2 separate regions of the Mus musculus genome follow, and region 2 is linked to region 1. A link is a contact called in public promoter capture Hi-C data. All regions are on one chromosome and are shown on one strand. The core of a region is the stretch at or near the end of the contact, and the rest is flanking DNA. Distances in the headings are between cores, read along the strand shown. Region 1 holds the start of Rad51ap1 (RAD51 associated protein 1). Region 2 holds the start of Tspan11 (tetraspanin 11).

Region 1 (5,473 bases), core at 1,562-4,061:
CTTTACAATAATAGTCTGTCCCTACATCTTTGTAGGAACTAAGTGGGCAGAAGAAAAGGATGCTCAGTGTACAAAGGTTACTCTCCTTCCTCTGGGAGAGCAACGTAAAGCTGTCCCTCCTTCCCTTCTGTCATCTATTATGTGCCCCCAAGCTTACAAGCCCTTTCTTTCAAGCAAAAATGGGAGTTCTGTGAAAGAGGCTTGTCTACTGTCCAGATCATGGTCCAGACCTGTGTTTCCCTGAGAGAGCAGTTTAAATGGGAAGGTGTTCTTGTTACTCTCCAACTCGCCAGAGTTTAAGAATTTGACAGCTACATAAAATATGAAAGCATCTTAAGAAGTTGTGGGATTGAAAAATTAGTAAACAAAGCCAAAAGCCTACTAAAAAGACAAGTATATCTCAGGTTGAGTTGTAACAGACATGGACTCTTATCGATTCATTAAACACAAATTACATATTGTATTTTAGAGGCTCACTAGGGTGAGATACGCAGGAAACCATTACTTTTAAAAAGAACTTTAAAAACTTGGGTATGTGCACACAAGTACAGTATCTGCAAAGGCTAGGGGAGGAAACTGGGGGCCCCCTGGAGCTGGAAGGAGCTGCAAGAGCTATAAACTGTCTGACGTGGTTAGGAATGGAACTTGAGTCTTCTGGAAGAACACCAGGCACTCTTTTAACTATTGAGCCAGCCCACAAGGGCTTCTGTTTTTAACAAATATTTGAGTATGCGGCAATAGAAACTGCAAGGACTACAACCACCACAGCCTCAGTTTGTGCCAATCCCCATTCAGTGTAAATGACAGAAGAGTGAAGACAACAACTGGTTTGGCTTTACTGTAACACAAGTAATGAGCTAGTGAGATGCAGTGGCCAAAGTCACCCGCTGTGCAACCCTGACAACCTCCTGTGACTCCTAGGATCCATGAAAGGTGGAAAGAAGAGAAAGGACCCCACAGTTATCTGCTGAATCAAGACAATGTATGTCTACCACCATTCTCACCCCTTTTATTCACACAATAATTTACAAAACAACCCCCCCCCACCACACAAAATAACAACAAAAACCAGACCACAGTCATGATCTCATGGGGCTTCTGAGGATTCAGGGGACTGTGGATAACACTGTGACTACTACTATCCCAAATAACAGCAGTATGTCTTCAATATCTGCATGCCTGTCCCCTTCCAATTTCACCATGGAAGCAAGAGAAATCTAGTCCTGTCTTCTAAACCTCATTATCTCAAAGGGGCCCATCTCAGTCAATACAGAGACGTAGCTCAGTCCATAGAGACAGTCAACCTTGATTCTTTGTTTTCTCTCCTCTATAACCACTTGTCAGAAGTACCTAAACTTGAGCTGGAGAGATGGCTCAGTGGTTAAGAGCACTGACCACTCTTCTAAAGGTCCTGAGTTCAATTCCCAGCAACCACATGGTGGCTCACAACCATCTGATGCCCCCTTCTGGTGTATCTGGGAACAGCTACAGTGTACTCATATAAATAAATCTTAAAACAAAACAAAAAAAACCCTAAACTTACTTGCTCCATCTCCACACCACACACACACACACACACACAGTGCCAAAGTCACACACAACTGATAGCATCTCAATTCCCCCCTCCCCCCTGCTTTCGCTCTGGCCACTCCAGTCCCCCTCAGAGCCAACCAACAGCCGGTGGCCTTTATAAAAGTGAAATGAGAATATCTCAGGCCCTCCACCACTGAAACTACAGATTTCCCATTTGTCTCAAATAAAATTCAAACTCCTAAGACCTACAAGCTGCTTTAGATAGATTTAGATAGATTACAACTGCTTTGTAATCTATCTGACTCAGTCCTCAATCCATCCACATGCTTGTTCATCCCACACCTTCAATCTGCTTCTCAAACATGGTGAACCTTGGGCTTTGGCTCCTATTTCATGTGAATGCCCCTTACATTTTACCTAGGTAACGCGTTCATATGATTTAAAGTAAGGCTTTTCTCCTTCCTCCTATGTTACATTGTGGTGTTTATTTTGTTACTCCCCCTTATCTCTCCCCACCCCTCTTCCAATAGAGTGTAGCCTCCAGCTCTTAGTACAATACAGGCCTAGGAGAATTCACTAAGTTTATTGTTGTTTGGTTTTGCAGGACTGGGGTTTGAAGCTGGGGGCCTCTCATCTGCTAGGCAATCACTGGACCACTGGGCCATAGTCTCAGCTATATTCAGTCATTCTACTAAATGGATGGCCAGCCTGGCATCCCGGTTGTGATCACAGAGAGATTCCAACAGTCTAAAGGAAAGCAGATAGGAACTGGGGGTCATGTGACAGGGCACCACGGCTTGAGCTGGAAGTTAAATGGGCCTCTCTGCCTAGGGATTTGAGGGAATAGGCACACCTGCTTTTTCTGTATCGCTCAACGTATGACAGCCACTTAACGCGGTCGCTCGCTGTCGCGTTAAGCGCGACTCAAATGCTAGCCTACCAGGTCCCTCTGGAGTGGGGTGACTCAGGGGCGACAGCTGCAGAAGGAGGCCGAGGGGCGGCAAGCGAGATGCCAGGCGGGCTCCTCTGAGCAGCGGGTGGCTCTCACCGGAGACTGGCGACGAGCACCCACCCAATCGCGCTGCCCTCTGTCGGATCTCGTCCTCTCCCGCAACCATGCATGACAGTGGCCCCCATCGTCCCCGTCCTTCCTCTCTGCCCCGCGGGACGTCACCAACCACTCACCTGATAGGACGCACCATGGTGCCCTGCCTAGAGCAGCAGTGCTCTGGAGCTGGGGAGCAGCTGTGGCGGTTTCAATTCCCGCCGAAAACCAGACGTCGCGCTCCACGCCCCGCTGCGCCAGCCCGCCAATCACCGCTCGCCTGCCTGAGGCGGCGCCTGCGTGCTGAAGAGAGGGCGCCTGCGCACACACACCGTGGCCCGGGCACGCCATCCTGGATCCTGTCTGCTCAGACTTAGCTTTTGTTTTGATACTGCACTTTCGTCACAATTGCGATTTGGTACCGAGTCTAAAATACAATATAAAAATAGCGACACGCCTCCAATATTTAGAATGACTAACTTAAAAATAACTGGAACAAAGGGGGTCTTGGATAGGCGTTTTCCTTGGCGCTTGAGGAAAGAGAAACATGAGTTCCGAATCTGCCAAAGTGGATCTATTGGAGGTTAAAAAAAAAAAAGCAAGAAGTCAGCTGACTTATTTGGGCAGTTCTGCGTTGACAGCTCCAAGTGTGCTTTGGTGTCTGATGAGAGAGGTGAGTTCGAGCCCACAGCGAAGAAGCCCCTTCAGTGTGGAGGACCCAATGACGGTATCTGGTACAGACTTAAAGAACAGAAGGAGTCTTCTAAGGGCCATCTAAAGTGCTGGAGTGCAGCTTGCCATTGCCAGTTCAGTGTTTGTGGTCAACTAGGCTTGTCGTTTTGCATGTTGCTCTGACAGGGTGTAGGCACACCCAGAGAATTCGGAGACGTAAACTGGATTACGATGAATTGTATCCTGAGAGCAACAGACCACAGGAACAAAGAGTAACATGAAAACGTGTGTTTTTATTGGTTTTGTTCTGTTTCATGTTACAATGTATTCTAATTACTGTCTCACCTTATGTCGCACCTGTCCCTACTAACTTGCCCATCCCTCTAATCTCTGCATTTCCACCAGTCCCCTTTCTAGATTCATGTCGTTGGGTTTTTTTTGTTTTGGTTTGGTTTTGTTTGTTTTTGTGACCCTATATCTTAATTAGACCAGACTATTGAATTGCGACTACTCATTGGAGCCTGGTGGGGGCACCCGTGGGCACACAACTGAAAAATAACTTCCCTTTTCCTGAATCTGCCCATAGAAAACAGTTCCTTAATGACACATGGGTCATTCTGAGTCGTCTTCTCTCTTCCCTCTGCTGCTGCTGAGGCTAATCTTATGCAGACCTCTGACACTGCAGTGAGTTTACTGCTGTAATGGCAGCGTCTTGTCAGAAGGTGGCATTTTGTCTTCCTCTCTATGATCTGGTTCCTCTATTTTTCCACTTCCTATTCTGCAGTGTTCCTTGAACCTTCACAGAGGTGGTATAAATGCCTTGTTTAGGGCCGAGTCCCCATCCATCACATGTTCTCACCTTGTGGCACCTGGAGTCTGTACATTCATTATAGTTCACTGGAAAGAGACAATTCTCTGATTAAGTCTGGGAGTAGCACTTGTCGTGGGTATAGACATGGTGGTTTGACAGTGTCCATTTAACTGAACAACAGTATTTATGTTCCCCCCCAGGGCCCATCATCTTCCCTGCTATGGGTTTCCAACAGGAATCATAGTGCCAGGCAGGGGTATGCTCCTATAGAGCTGACCTCAAATCCAGTCAGAGCAAATTGGATACCCTCATAATGGTACCCTAGTGCCCAGATGAGCATGTCTTGCCTGGCAGGTTAGTAGAGTTCATAGAGTCCACAGCTGGGTTGGACCAGTAATGAAATTTCTCTTATAGCAGCCTCCTTAGTATCTTCAAGGACCATAAAAGATAGCCAGCAAAGAGGAAGCTTCCAGCAGAGTTCCAGCTTGGCTTTTTTATATCATCAATTGAGCTGTGCAGTGTCTTTAACAACAGAGTTTATCATCTAGTTTTTATGGACGACCAAGAACAATGACAACAATCTCTACTGTCCTGGGAGTTCATATATATATATATATATATATATATATATATATATATATATATAAATGCATACATATATATGTACATATATGTGTGTATACATAGACTGATGGCTAGCTCTTTAAGGGACCTCGACTCCTACTGTCTTTACTGCATTTTCTTTTCTCTGAGTAGTGTTCAGTGTGCCTTGGGCAGCATCCTGTGTGGTCTGTTCTGTGCCCGTGCTTCCTACTTGGAGATCTTTCTTGTGTTCCCATATCCTTTTTCTGATACATCTCCTGACCTTCAACATCAAACATCTTCAAGCTACCACTGGGTCTCCGTTGTGTTTGGCCACTTGTATGAGTTCCGTAAGCTAGCTGTACACTTACAGACCCCCAACCCGTCCCTCCTCCAGCATTTCCTCTTGCCCCCCCCCCACTCTGTACCTTCCCTTGTATTAACTACTTGTTATTCTTCCCTAGGAGTAAAAGTACTTCTTGAGCATATTGTTTGCTCTGAAATTAACTTTAAAATAACTTTTCATTTTAAAAAAAAAGGAAGAAGCAGCATTTGGTTTTTGTCACGAAGATGAATGTGCAGGAATAAGCAGGAAACACTATAATAGACTGGTTGTGGTGGTGCACACCTTTAATATCAGCACTTAGGGTGGGGTGTGCTGAGACAGGAGAATCAAATGTCTGACATCATCCTAGGATACGTAGTCCTAAGTCACCCCAAGATGCACAGTGAGACATCCTCTCTAATAAAATGGAAGGAAAATGAAGACTGGAGTCGTTGGTTCAGCATCGCATGGGGGCGGGGTGGGGTGGGGTACAGTCTCTGAGGGA
Region 2 (5,473 bases), core at 1,473-3,972, 950 kb after region 1:
TTGTTCTAGATACTTAATGTCACTAGAGAGATTACTGGAGACGGAATATGTTAACCCAGATGTTTCCTTATATCCTGGTGTCCCAGATCATTAAAGGAATCTCCAGGACGTTTTCTAGTCTTCTCTCTCTAATTACTGTTATCTATTAATAACTCTCATGAGTATCAACTCCCCTTCATCCTTACCCCACACACCACACTTCTCCCTGCTTCAGCCTACCCCACCCTTCCCCAGATGGCCCCCAAATTTTCTCACCCTCTTTTTGGTACCCCTCCTCTTTACTGTCCAGTCTGCCTTGCATTTATTTACTTATTTGTTTTCATGTGTCTGAGTGTTTTCCCTGTATACGTGTCAATACCACATGCATTCCTGTGCCTGTGGAGGCCAGAAGAGGGCACCATATCCCCATGACTGGAATTGCAGATGGTTTTGCGTCATGATGTGGATGCTGAGAATAGGTCCTGATCCCTGGAAGAGCAGCCAGGACTCTTAACCCCTCTCCAGGCCTGTCTGCCTTGGATTTTACTGGCAGCTTCTCTGATCCTTTGTGACCATCCCTGTTCCTTGGAATTGCCTCATTTGAGTCAATCCAAGCCCTGCTCCTGGCCTTTATGCCATTAACCCTTCCCCTGTGACCCCATAGCCAAAAGGCCAGAGAGATGAAGCCTCACTATCTTTGGCCTCCAGCCTGTGCAACCATGTGTTAAACAAGCCTCTTTCTTTTAATATAACCTCATCTTGAGTATTCTTTTACAGCAACAGAAAATAAGCCAAGACCTTATCTATACTTGCCATACGGCACAACAGATGGAGATTTGCATGCAGGAGACCACTAGAAGATACTTCTGGTACAACACCTTAAGACAGAAGCAAACAAGGTTAGGCAGAGAATGGACTTGAATTAGGGTTTTCTTTGGGAAGCTGTGGAATTGGAGTGGATTTCAGAGCCCTCTAGAGCAGAACCAAGAGAGTCACCTTTGTGTGCTCTGCATTCGGCCGGTGGGTCCAGGATCCATATCCGAGCACCCCTCCACCTGCTGTATCTAGTGTGTCACCCCACTTTCCATCCCTGTGGTGAAATGCCTGCTATAAAGGACTTTGAAGGAGATGGAGGTTTCCTTTGGCTCATGCTGCCCCTGGTCCCCATCTCACAGGCTCCTCCTTCTGCTGCACAGCTCTGTAGACCTCTCTGCTGTGTCTTTTCCTTTCACCACCTGCATCCCCAGTTCATCTCTCAGAGAGATTACAGCCATGACCTCCTCTGAGTCCCTCCGTCCCACTTTCTTAGCCCATCTTCCATTGCTTCAATGAAATACCTGAGACTGAACAAAGTATAAAGAATTAAAGTCTATGGCCCATGTTCTACGGGTCAAAAAACAAACAAACAAACAAACAAATGGCCATGTCTGGCAAGGGCCTCATACTGTGTAAGGTCATGGTAGCAAGTGAAAGAGGGGAGTTATTTCTTTCAGAAATAAGGGGCAACACCATGCTATACAATAACCTCTGGTCTGTACACACACATGCTCATGCATCTGTATACACACGAACACACATCTGTTCACAGATGAACACATCCACACACATGGACATACATTCACACAAATAAAAACGAAATAGAAATAATCCACCCACTGGAGTAACCAGTCCACTGCGGGAACTGAGAAATGAGTCCTTACCACTCAAATGCTCTGAAAGGCCCCATGTCCCTGAACCCTAGCCGCCAGCTCTCAGGATGAGTTCCGAAGGAGACAGTCCCTATCTCATCTCTGCTGTGACAGGGCATTCTTAGCAGCCAGCTGGCCTCCGTAGCTAGGAACCCTCAGCTTTGCCTGCTTCCTGCGACTGAGTGGTCAACCTCACTGAATTTAGAGTCACCTAGGAAACGCACCTTCCGGTGCTTCTGTGAGGATGTTTTCAGAAAGGTTTCACTGAGGGATTGTGTGTGAAAACAGCTACATGGGAATCTGAATAACAAAGAAAAACAAAGCAAGCAAACTGAGCGCTTACATTTGCCCCTTCTGCCTCCTGCCGTCAAACACTCAGTGACCAGCCACTCCTGCTCTGGTGGCAGTGCCATTCAGTCTGTGATCCCCTGCACACTCGAATTTCCAGACAGAACAAACCCTTAAGTTTCTCTTGTCAGGTATTGTGGCATTGCGAGGAGAAAAATTAATAAGCTACCAAGCCTTGCTCACTGCAGTCAAGGCTGGCTAAGCACGGGCTGTTCCTCTTAGTAAATCACACAGGGTGCTCACCCACTGGCCGGGCAGTGTGTGTGTGTGTTGGGGGGGGGGGGGAGGGCGGTCAGCAACTCTTCACCCTCACCCACTGGCAGAGACTGGGTCTTGGTTGTCTGTCCTTCCACTGTGTTCCAGTACGGAAAGGGATCTGGCTTTTCTTTGGTTCCAAGGAGGGTAAAAGAAATGATGGTCCGCAGGATTTTGACTCCCCACCCCCACCCCACCCCACCCCCAAAAAAACCGGTTCCTGTGTCTCAGGAGTGAGGAGAGAAGTGGGAGGCTTGTCCCTACATCCCAAGGAACCTGTCATGGATTCAATTCTTCCGGGATCCTGGAATTTCCCCCCACTTCATGAGGATAAATCTAAGTCTGGGACAGTGATTACTGATGAGTGGGTGGGACGGGACAGAGGGCCATCCGCCTCTCTTCAGCCCCACCCCCTCCTCACAAGTTTCCTGGAGCCACTTCTGCACAACTGCCAGGACCGAGTGCTCAGTGTGCTCTGCTTTGGGTGGGAAAAAAAAAAAGCCAGCTCCAAACAAAGAGCAGCCCCGGTCCCGCCCGCCCCGGGCCTGTGGGCGCGTCCCCCAGTCTGAGTGAGAGGGGCAGCCAGCAGCCACCGCGGGCCAGTGGGCAAGGAGCGCAGGGTGGAGCGGGCGGCTGTGGCCAGGACAGCCACAATCACAGCTCCGGATTCCCGATCCCTCGCTGCATCCAGCCTGGCGGTTTTGGCCGGGTAAGTGCAGGTGGCGGCGGGAGACAAGAGCGCCGGTGGGGTTGACATTAAAGCACCAAGCCGTCCTGGCATGGCTCCTCCAGCTCAGCTGCCCGTCCCTGGCACGACCCCAGAGGGGCTCAGTGGCCAAGAAAGTTGCCCTTGGATGAGGATGAGGCAGCGGTGGGTGCGCGCATGGGTGTCGCACTGTGCTCAGCGGGGTAGGGGTGGGGTTGGTACTACTCTGAATGTCTGCCTTGCCTTTCTTGACTGGGTTGCCTTTAACTTTGTGCGCCCAGCTTTGATAGCTTGGGCCATACAGAGTGTCCTGTGTATGACTGGCCCTCCGTCAAATGCCCCCCCCCCCCGCTTTGTTAATCCCAAATACTAGGGGCTGTCTCTTGTTTGTTAGCAGAGGCAAAATGCCAAGTCCGTGGCTGCTGGACCCCATGCAAAACAGGGTCTGCTAGCTGCTGGCAGCTGCTGAGTCTAGGACACTGGGGGGTTGGTTGTTCCTAGGCAGTCTGCCGTCCCAGGCTGAGCTATCCACCTGGGCCCTGTTGTGTATCAGTGGAAACTGAGTTAGGCAGGCCTTGTCACCTATGTCTACGTGCTTGGCTTCCTGTGTTGAAGAGAGAATGAGGGGGATTCTGGAATGTAGGGGTTTTGTTTGAATTATGCAGTGCCCACATGTGACTAGTTGTAAAGCAGGGAGAGGACTAGTTGGCGTCTTAACTTGGGCTTAGATTGCAGAGAGCACAGGAAGAAGCAACCAGAGGCTGGCAAGTGGCACATATTGTGGCAGGAAGTAGGAAGGGGTACCAGAAGAAGAAACAATTTCTAGAAAATTCCTAAGTGCACTCCAGGGTGTAGAGTTACAGTATCGTAGGGTCTTGGGGAGAAAAAGAGGGTAGGATTGAGCAAGACTAGATGGTCTGTGTTTAATTAATGAATCACTATGAGACAGCTGGTGGAGTTTGGCAGCCTGGGCTTAGACCAGAACTTAGTAGGGAGTTTAGCTGCCATGACTATGTCCCAAAACTGTATCCCAGGAGAGTTATCAGAGCTCCATGGCGTACTGTACACAGTGGGGCCACTGACCAGGTCCTACTTGTCACCTAGGTGGTTGGAGGAACAATGTGGAGATGCCTGGGATGGGGCTCTAAGCAAGGGGGCGGCGCTGGGAACACAAGTACCCGCTAGTAGCTTGGGAGTGTCCTAGTGGCCTGCATCTGCTTGGTCAGTGGTGGTAGAGGGAGCCCCTACCCTCAGCACAAGAGGGGTGTCTGTCTGGAGCCTGTGTCTGGACTCTTAGTTGGAAATGTGGGAATTACAGACAGGCCTCACATAGTTTCTGTCTAAATATCTTCTGTGACACAGGAAAAAAAGAAAAACAGGCTTGCATGGTCTTCAAATACTCTGAGCATCTTACCTCTGCAGAAAGCACACTTTCAGAAGAGTGTAGGTAAGCTGGTCTGCCATCTTGCTTTTAGCCATAGGACCCCCTGCAGTTTGCTCCCCAGAAAAGTAGAAAGCAAAGAAGTTTGTTCCCCAAGCTCACAGGTTTAGGATATTACCTGCAGAATCCTGCCTTTTGTGGTATAGGACTCTGGCATGGCTTTAGACCCAAGTGCAGTTAGGAGGTGGGAGGGTTTCAGCATTGATATTCAGACAGTACCCAACACCAAGACATGGTTAGGTGGCTGTGACCCTTAGATGTCACCTAAGACTTCACAGAGACTTCCTCACAGTAACTATTTAGTTAATGTTTGTGGAAGGAAAAAGCCCTGGGTATGGGGGCCTAGAATCACAGAGTTAAGTATTATCTGGGATTCAGTCTGTGGCTGTTTCCCATTGGTCAACAATCAACCTCAGTACCATTCTGGTCTTTGGTACTGTGTCAGCCAGGTCCTTGGGGCCTTTCTTTCATTCTGGGTGGTTTGAGAGAGCAAAAGAGTTGAGCAATGAGAACAGGGATGTTCTACGAATTCCTCTGAGGGGCCACCTTTGCTGCTCATAACCTGGTCCTGTTCTGGCTAACCCTGTGGGCTCCTGGGTTCTGATAAAACACCACATACAGGGCAGATAAAACCGGGGAGGAGGTGACTTGTATAGTGTACGCATGCCCCATGTATTCATCAAGTGTCTGCCATAAGCCTGGCACTTGCAGGTCCTGAGGAATCTATGAAGATACAACTGCTTCCCCTAAGCTCTGGTCAATGATATTAACCTCACTCCCAGGAAGAGATGGAAAAACAACAGGGTGGAAACCACATGACACTCACAGGCCCGTCCCGGCTTTGCCCTTCCTCCTGTGTGACCTTTTATGAGTCCCCTGACCTCACTGTGCTTTAATTTCCCTCTCTGTAGATCTGGGAAGGGATCTCTTCCAGTGCAGTGTGGGACTGGTTGAGGACAGCTGGGACGATTGGCAGAGGCCTTGGGTCTTGTCTGATGACCTCAGTGAAGTAGATGGAAGATAGCTTTGTGGGCAGAATGGCGTGCATGAGGCAGG

Evidence for each region. Promoter capture Hi-C pulls out the DNA fragments that hold promoters and counts their contacts.
Region 2: a promoter capture Hi-C map of trophoblast stem cells shows a contact between it and region 1, with 7 times the contacts expected there. The contact joins the promoter of Tspan11 here to the promoter of Rad51ap1 in region 1. A contact is called at or near these places in 1 of 39 promoter capture datasets (trophoblast stem cells) and 1 of 115 datasets of contacts at active chromatin or transcription factors (astrocytes).

The regions. Positions count from the first base shown.
Region 1 is chr6:126,936,776-126,942,248 of GRCm38.p6, forward strand. It overlaps Rad51ap1 (RAD51 associated protein 1), which reads right to left and starts at 2,812. Exons shown (of 9, transcript NM_009013.4): 1 at 2,719-2,812. The coding sequence starts at 2,735. D6Wsu163e (DNA segment, Chr 6, Wayne State University 163, expressed) reads left to right here and starts at 3,191. Exons shown (of 14, transcript NM_138594.3): 1 at 3,191-3,251.
Region 2 is chr6:127,884,900-127,890,372 of GRCm38.p6, forward strand. It overlaps Tspan11 (tetraspanin 11), which reads left to right and starts at 2,723. Exons shown (of 8, transcript NM_026743.3): 1 at 2,723-2,979.